Linked DNA regions of Mus musculus: region 2 is linked to region 1. The links are chromatin contacts, called in public Micro-C maps. All regions are on one chromosome and are shown on one strand. The core of a region is the stretch at or near the end of the contact, and the rest is flanking DNA. Distances in the headings are between cores, read along the strand shown.

Evidence for each region. Hi-C and Micro-C count contacts between places; a contact is called where the count stands out from the background.
Region 2: a Micro-C map of embryonic stem cells shows a contact between it and region 1, with 23 times the contacts expected there. The contact joins the promoter of Ascl1 here to the promoter of Rfx4 in region 1. A contact is called at or near these places in 1 of 484 Hi-C or Micro-C datasets (embryonic stem cells) and 1 of 115 datasets of contacts at active chromatin or transcription factors (embryonic stem cells).

The regions. Positions count from the first base shown.
Region 1 is chr10:84,754,773-84,758,058 of GRCm38.p6, forward strand. It overlaps Rfx4 (regulatory factor X, 4 (influences HLA class II expression)), which reads left to right and starts at 1,276. Exons shown (of 18, transcript NM_001024918.1): 1 at 1,276-1,741. The coding sequence starts at 1,699.
Region 2 is chr10:87,492,238-87,495,519 of GRCm38.p6, forward strand. Ascl1 (achaete-scute family bHLH transcription factor 1) reads right to left here and starts at 1,423. Exons shown (of 2, transcript NM_008553.5): 1 at 116-1,423. The coding sequence starts at 851. The coding sequence ends at 156.

The DNA.
Region 1 (3,286 bases), core at 26-2,525:
CCCTGCATCTCGTGACCTTAACTCGGCACGTGCTAGTCCCTTGCCCCTCACCCACCATTGTCCCACTCGGCGCGGCTCGGGGGGCTACCCGGAGGCCCGAGGTGGGCAGGCCCGGGGTCGCGGGCAAGAAGCGCACCCGGCTCGGCGGGAGGGACTCGGGCGATCCGCCCCTGCGCCGCTGGCGCTGCCTCTGTCCATGGTCAAAGCAGCGGGGTAATCCGCCTTTCTCTTCCGCCCGCCGAGCCCATTCATATTCTAATCACAGCGCGGCCGGCCCGCGAGCGGCCACTTTCCCGGGGCCACGGGAGCCCCCCCTCCACCCCCACTTTCCACTTGCGGTCCACAGGCCCCGGCCCCCTCCCCCTCCCACACTTTCAACTGCGCCGGGGAGGGGTCCCTGGGAAAGCCTCATCCCCAGCTCTGACGCCGGGGCTTCTCACCAACTCCGTTGCTGGCTGTGGGGGACCGAGAGGGTGGCAGAGGGGGGAGCCGGGGGACATGGGAAGAGGGAGGGGCCCGGACGCAGACAGACTGACATACAGGGTTATGGGAAGAGGCGCGGGGGTGGGGGTGGGGGTGAGGGTCCCAGAGACCCAGGGAGAACGCAGAACTAGGGAGAGACAAAGAGACTGGCTGCCAAGGGAGAAACGGAGAGCGAGACAGCGAGGCACGCCGACCTGGAGAGACCCGTGGGGCGAGAGACAAGGGGTACAAAAGTTCTGGTTGACGCAAGCCAGCCTCTCACCCCCTCGCAGCCAAGCGGCCTTCTTGTCCCTCAGACTGGTTATGGGAACCTAAGGCTTCACTTTCCCCTTCCTCAACTTCTACTCCCACGCACGTCCGCGGATCTGCGTGGAAGAAACTCAAGACATACCCCCTCTGCACTACTCCCCGGCCCCTACTCAAAATCTAACTCAAGGCGAAAACGGGACGTGTCTCGAGGGGAGAAAAAAAGGAGTCGGGCCCACTCGTGGACGCACAGGAGACTCCTAGGGCTCGGGTACCTCTGCACCCCCCTTCATGGCTGCACCGCGCGGGGCCCGGGCGCGGGAGGACTGAAGAGGGGGGCAGATCTAAGCCAATTTTGATTTCGTCTATAATGAGTGCCGGGCTAAGGCTGGAGAAGGCCTCTGGAACTTTAAATAAGAAAAACGTTGCTAATGCTATAATAGAAGGGGGAAGTCGGAGGGCTGGGATTGCGTCGCTCTGAGCCCCCCTTTTCGGAGGCGGCTTTTCTTATTCAAAACAGGCCCACAATGGGCTTCACAGTGCGCCTCGCCACGGCCCCATCTGACGAGCGGCCATTCATCAGGCCCGCTGGCCTATCAATGACATTGCTCCCATCGGGGCTCCTATAAAATGATGTTTTTTCCCATGAAACATCCGCAAACATTTTGACGGGTTTGGCTTTGCCCGACTGGATTACTGAGTGTCCCCTCGCTCGCTCGCTCGCTCTCTCGCTCTCTCCTTCAGCTCTAGCTTCCTTCCTTCCCTCGCTTCTTCGCCTCTTTTCTTTCCACTAGTTCTTTCTTTTCCCCTTTTATCCTTTTGCCCTCTCACCCACCGTCTCCCCCTCTCTCTCTCGCTATCCCTTCCTTCCTTATTTCTTCCCTCCCTTCCTCCCTGGGCATCTCTAGCACAGGGGATCCCCAAATATCAGGACTTTTGGGGGGCGTCTGTGCTGTCCATGGGAAGAGCATGCATTGTGGGTTACTGGAGGAACCCGACATGGATTCCACAGGTTAGTCCTGGTGGGACTTGGAGGGGGGTCATTGGAGGGGGGAGGAAGGAGAAGGGACAGGGCGGGGGTCACTTCAGAAAGAGTTGCAGAAAGTTCAGGCGGGGCAACCTGACAGTGGGATCCCAGGAGAGGAGGAGAGCGTGCAGAAGTTTTCGGTCCAGCGCTAAGTGTGTAAGTGGATGCATGGAAGTGTGTGTGAGTGTAAATGCGTGTGTGCGCGTGCGCGCACTCTGAGGCGCGCGCTTTCACTTGGACATAAAGTTGCATAAAGATGCTCGCTGGCTCGCGGCGAGCTCGAGGTGTTTATGCTACTTGCAAGAGCTTTGCGAGCAAGCCGCCCCGCCCGGACCCGGCGGCGGCCCTGGCTTTGGCTAGGGTAGTGGTATGCTTAGGATCTGGGGTGAGGGCCCCGAACGCTCCAAAGGCGGAGGAGGGCGACGGCGTACCGCGTCTCACCGCGCACTGGAGGCTCTTGCTTCTGGAATCTCGCTGCAGGGAGGGAGTGGCGGCGGCGAACCCGGTGGTCCTGGGGCTTTAGTAGCTTTGGGCTAGGAGAGATGGGCCCCTAGGACTGTAGTCTCCCGGCCGCGAAGACGCGACTCACTAGCCTCTCCACAGTGAGGCTGTAACCTTGCAAAAGGGGGGTGGGGGGAGCAGAATGCAGAACATATGAAGAGGCCTGACACTGAGTTTTGTGAACCGGCCTGTAGTTTGAGGGCTGTGTGGTGGACATCAGGCACTAGGGTCGCCACGGTTCACAAGGGAACACACGGAATCTCTTACAACGAAAATGCCCAGCATCTTCTCCAGGCGATCCGTTGGTCAACTTCTACGCCTAGCATCTTTGGGGACCCGCCGCACTTCAAATTCTGTTATTTTTTTCTATGTCCTTTCCATGTAGTGGTTCTCAAAAAAACTTTACTCTCTCCGTTAGGCTCAGTCTCTCCACCAGGCCACTCCAATCCCTGCTGGGCCGCAGCTTTGGAATTTTGAGGGGTGGTAAGACCACAGCCTGGGCATAGGCAGCAGCTTGACTGAAACCTGAGAGAATGTGAGGGCATTGCAGCTGAGCAACAAGTGCCTGCTGGCCTCAGCTGTGCCCTGACACACATTAACTTACTTGCAAATAACACCACAGTCAACTCTGCCCCCACTCCACCCACCCCTAGGGCAGGTTGTAAAAAGATTAAGCTATCTAGATATCTTCCCAGACCTTGTTCTTCTGTACTGGGAGGAAAGTTCCAGGCCTCTCTTGGCCTACATTGCAGACCTGGTGGCTGAGACCGCTGGCCCAGGGGTATCTGCGGCATTCCAGGGTACGTTTTTTTTTCTGTCTCCGGTACAGTTAAACTCTCACGCTTTCCTGGGTGTCAGTGAGCTCCTGAGCATAGCCGAAGCCCGAGCTTCTAAAGTCCAGCTTAGTTAGCGGGTGAGCACCTGCGGGGAGGCTAGAAGCGGTCTTCTCTGGAGAGCGGCACCCGGCTTAGGCCCGGTTGGGGTCTGTCTTCTGCACACGCTAGCAGTCCTGGTTCTGGAGAAGGAAGG
Region 2 (3,282 bases), core at 173-2,672, 2.7 Mb after region 1:
TCACCCCTGGGTTCCTGGAGACAGCCCCTACCTTCCGTGAACTCCCCCCTCCACACCGAAAAAGAAAAAGGGACCTAGTCAAGAAAGGCTCTGCCCATCCCCACATGAAGCGTACCTGCTTCCAAAGTCCATTCCCAGGAGAGCCTGGCAGGTCCTCAGAACCAGTTGGTAAAGTCCAGCAGCTCTTGTTCCTCTGGGCTAAGAGGGTCGTAGGATCCCTCGTCGGAGGAGTAGGACGAGACCGGAGAACCCGCCATAGAGTTCAAGTCGTTGGAGTAGTTGGGGGAGATGGTGGGCGACAGGACGCCCGCCTGAAAGGCAGCGCTCACCGCGTCGTGCTCGTCCAGCAGCTGCTGCAGCGCGCGGATGTACTCGACCGCCGAGCGCAGCGTCTCCACCTTGCTCATCTTCTTGTTGGCCGCGCCGTTGGGGACATGCTCCCGGAGGGTGGCAAAACCCAGGTTGACCAACTTGACCCGGTTGCGCTCGCGCTCGTTGCGGCGCGCCACGGCGGCCGGCTGCTGCTGTGGCAGGCTGTAGCCGAAGCCGCTGAAGTTGAGCCGGCGTTTGCAGCGCATCAGTTCCGGAGAGGACGAGCGCTGGCGCTTGACCTGCTTGGCCGCTGACTTGTGACCGCCCCCTGAGGGCTGGCTGTCGGCCACCGGGCTCAGCTGCGGCGCCTGCTGCGGCGGCGCCTGCGGCTGTTGCTGCTGCGCGCTCTGAGCTGCCGCGGCCGCCGCCGCTGCCGCCGCCGCCGCGGTCGCAAAGAAGCAGGCTGCGGGAGGCAGGAAGGGCTGCGGGGGCTGCGGCTGCTGGCCGGCTCCACTCTCCATCTTGCCAGAGCTCTCCATGCCGGGCCAAACTGTCGCGGGGGAGAACGAGTTGGGGACGCAGGGTGCGCAGAGCCCTTGAAGGAAGCGGGGCTGCGAAGCACGATCAAAGGGGGACGAAGAAAAAGGAGAGGGGAGAAACGAGCCCCGGAGGAAAGTTAAAGGGGAAGAAACGCGCAGAAGGAGGCAGAGTTGTCAGGCTGCAGCGGAGGAAGGTGCCTGGGCGATCGTCTTCCCTCTGCGCCGCCTCCTCCCTCCCCTCCTCCCGCCGCGGTTGGCTTCGGGAGCCTCGCGTGGCGCTCGCGTGTGCGGCCGCCGCCGGCGCCTTCTCGGTTTTAAAAGAGGAAAGGGAAAAGGAAAGCAGCCGCAAAAGTCAGTGCCGAGCGCACTCTGCCAGGTGGAGCTGCTCCGGGGCTGCGCTTTCTTGCGCCCGCTCTCCCTTGCTCCAGCCTGGGCTTGAGCCTGCTTCTGGGATTATTTGGTTGAACCCCCTTTCTTTCTAATTGCTCTCTCGTTCCCCCCAATTCGCCCTCCCTAACCGGCTCCCAGCCGGTACGCCTTCCACGTTCCCTGGCCAGAAGTGAGAGACTGCTGGGCGGCTGCGGTGCGGCCGCCTTTTCAATGGGACACCCAGCCCCACGCGCAGCCCTGGCCCCGCCTCGCCCCCCACTCCCCGCTGCTGCAGCGAGCGGCTGCAGCCCCCACTACCCCTCCTCTTCCCCCACCTCCTCAGCTCCCTCCCTCTCGCCCCCCCCCCCTCCAGTTGCCCGCGCCCGCTCCTTGCAAACTCTCCATTCAGCCTGGTTTGTTGTTGCAGTGCGTGCGCCCGGCGCGTGCCGGACTCCCGGCTGAATAAACAGGCCGCGCGCTCGGGGCGGTGGCTCCGGGAGCCAGGGGGTGGCTCTAGAAATGGGGGCCTTTTTAAAAAAGGGGGGGGGCAAATAACTCCTGGACTTGGGGTGCCTAGGTGGAAAGTCTGGAGGGAAAAGTGTCTTTGGAGTCTCCTGAGAACTTGGAAGAAAATTCAGGGAAGGGTTTAGGCAGAAAAAGTGGCAAAGGGAACTCTTGGAAGTGGAGGGCTGGGCTTCTGCTTCCCCCCTTTCTTCTCTCCGCAGTAACTCCGGAGGATTCTTTGTGACCCTAAAAAATAAAATGTTTGCCATTAGGTTTAGGAAGGTAGGAGGGGAGAGCGTTTGCACACTAGTGGTCTCTCTGTATGAGAACTTGAGTCCTCTCACTAGCTTTGTGGTCTCAGTAAGTTCTACCCTGTCTGAGCAGCCTTTCCCTCTGCAGCCATATGGGGTTGCCACTGCTGTTCCATTCAGCTTCAAGGATTGGATGTGCTGGGCACAACTCGCTAAGGGTGGGAAGGATAGGGAGTCATGAACAGGATAGGTTGACAGTTCCCTAAGAAGCTGAGGCAGGAGAATAAGTTGGAGGCTAGCTTTTGTGAGACACAGTGGTGTGGGGAAGTGTATGCAGGAAGGCACTCAGGGTTATCTGTTTCTGGCCCTCTATAACAGCCGCCACTCCTCTGAAAGATGCTTGCTAGACGCTATGGGAAAGGAGGGCATTCTGGGATATTTCAGATCTTCTGGAGAAAGAAGCTGTGGGCTGTGTGGAATAAAGAGTGACTGGATTTGAGCTAACTGAAAGTCTTCCCTCCTTGTCCCTCCCTGTCTCAGGCGCCTTGGAGGCCTTGGCGCAGCCTCTATCCCGCCCCAGGCGTGTGCCTGGCGGACCGGTGGCAGGCGACTGGGAGCGGAGCCCGCTGAGGCCGTGTGCTGGCACCGCGAGAGAAGGGGAGGTGCCTGCAGCGGTCACCGGGCTGCTGGGACAGTGCCTGCCCAGGCGCATTCCCGGGCCCTCAGGCTGGCACTCTGTCCGAACCCAGTCCAGCTTAGAAAAGCAAAGCACTGCAGGCAAAGGTCTCAGACTGCTCTGGTGCACCCTGGGGTAGTCTCTGGTCGGGTCTACACAGGCAGAACTAGGCGGAGGGCACTCTTCTGGTAGTTTTGTCCAGAAGTCACCAGGTCTGATCAAGGACTGGAGTTCAGTAATGATTATGGTGAAGTACTAGGATAATGGCTTCTAGTTATTTTATCGTCGTTATTATTATTTTAATCATGATCGGAGCCATTTTTAAGTGTCTCATTGCATAGCCTAAGCTGGCCTCTTGACAATCTTCCAACCTTAGCCTCCCCAGTACGGAAAATATGAGCATTGGTCACCACTTCTGGCTGGGAGAATTGCTCTAGCTGAGTTTCTTTTTGTGGAGATGGGTCATTCTAAAGGGTCCACAAGGATGACCCAGAGAGATGACCTAGACATGAGAGTATTTAAGAGTATTCTTAGAGTAATAGTGGTACTTCCTAAGTGGCTCAGACACACGTTGCCTTGGCTTTCTCTTGGTAGGAGAATAGGTTTGGGGAGCACTGGATGTAGCCAGGCC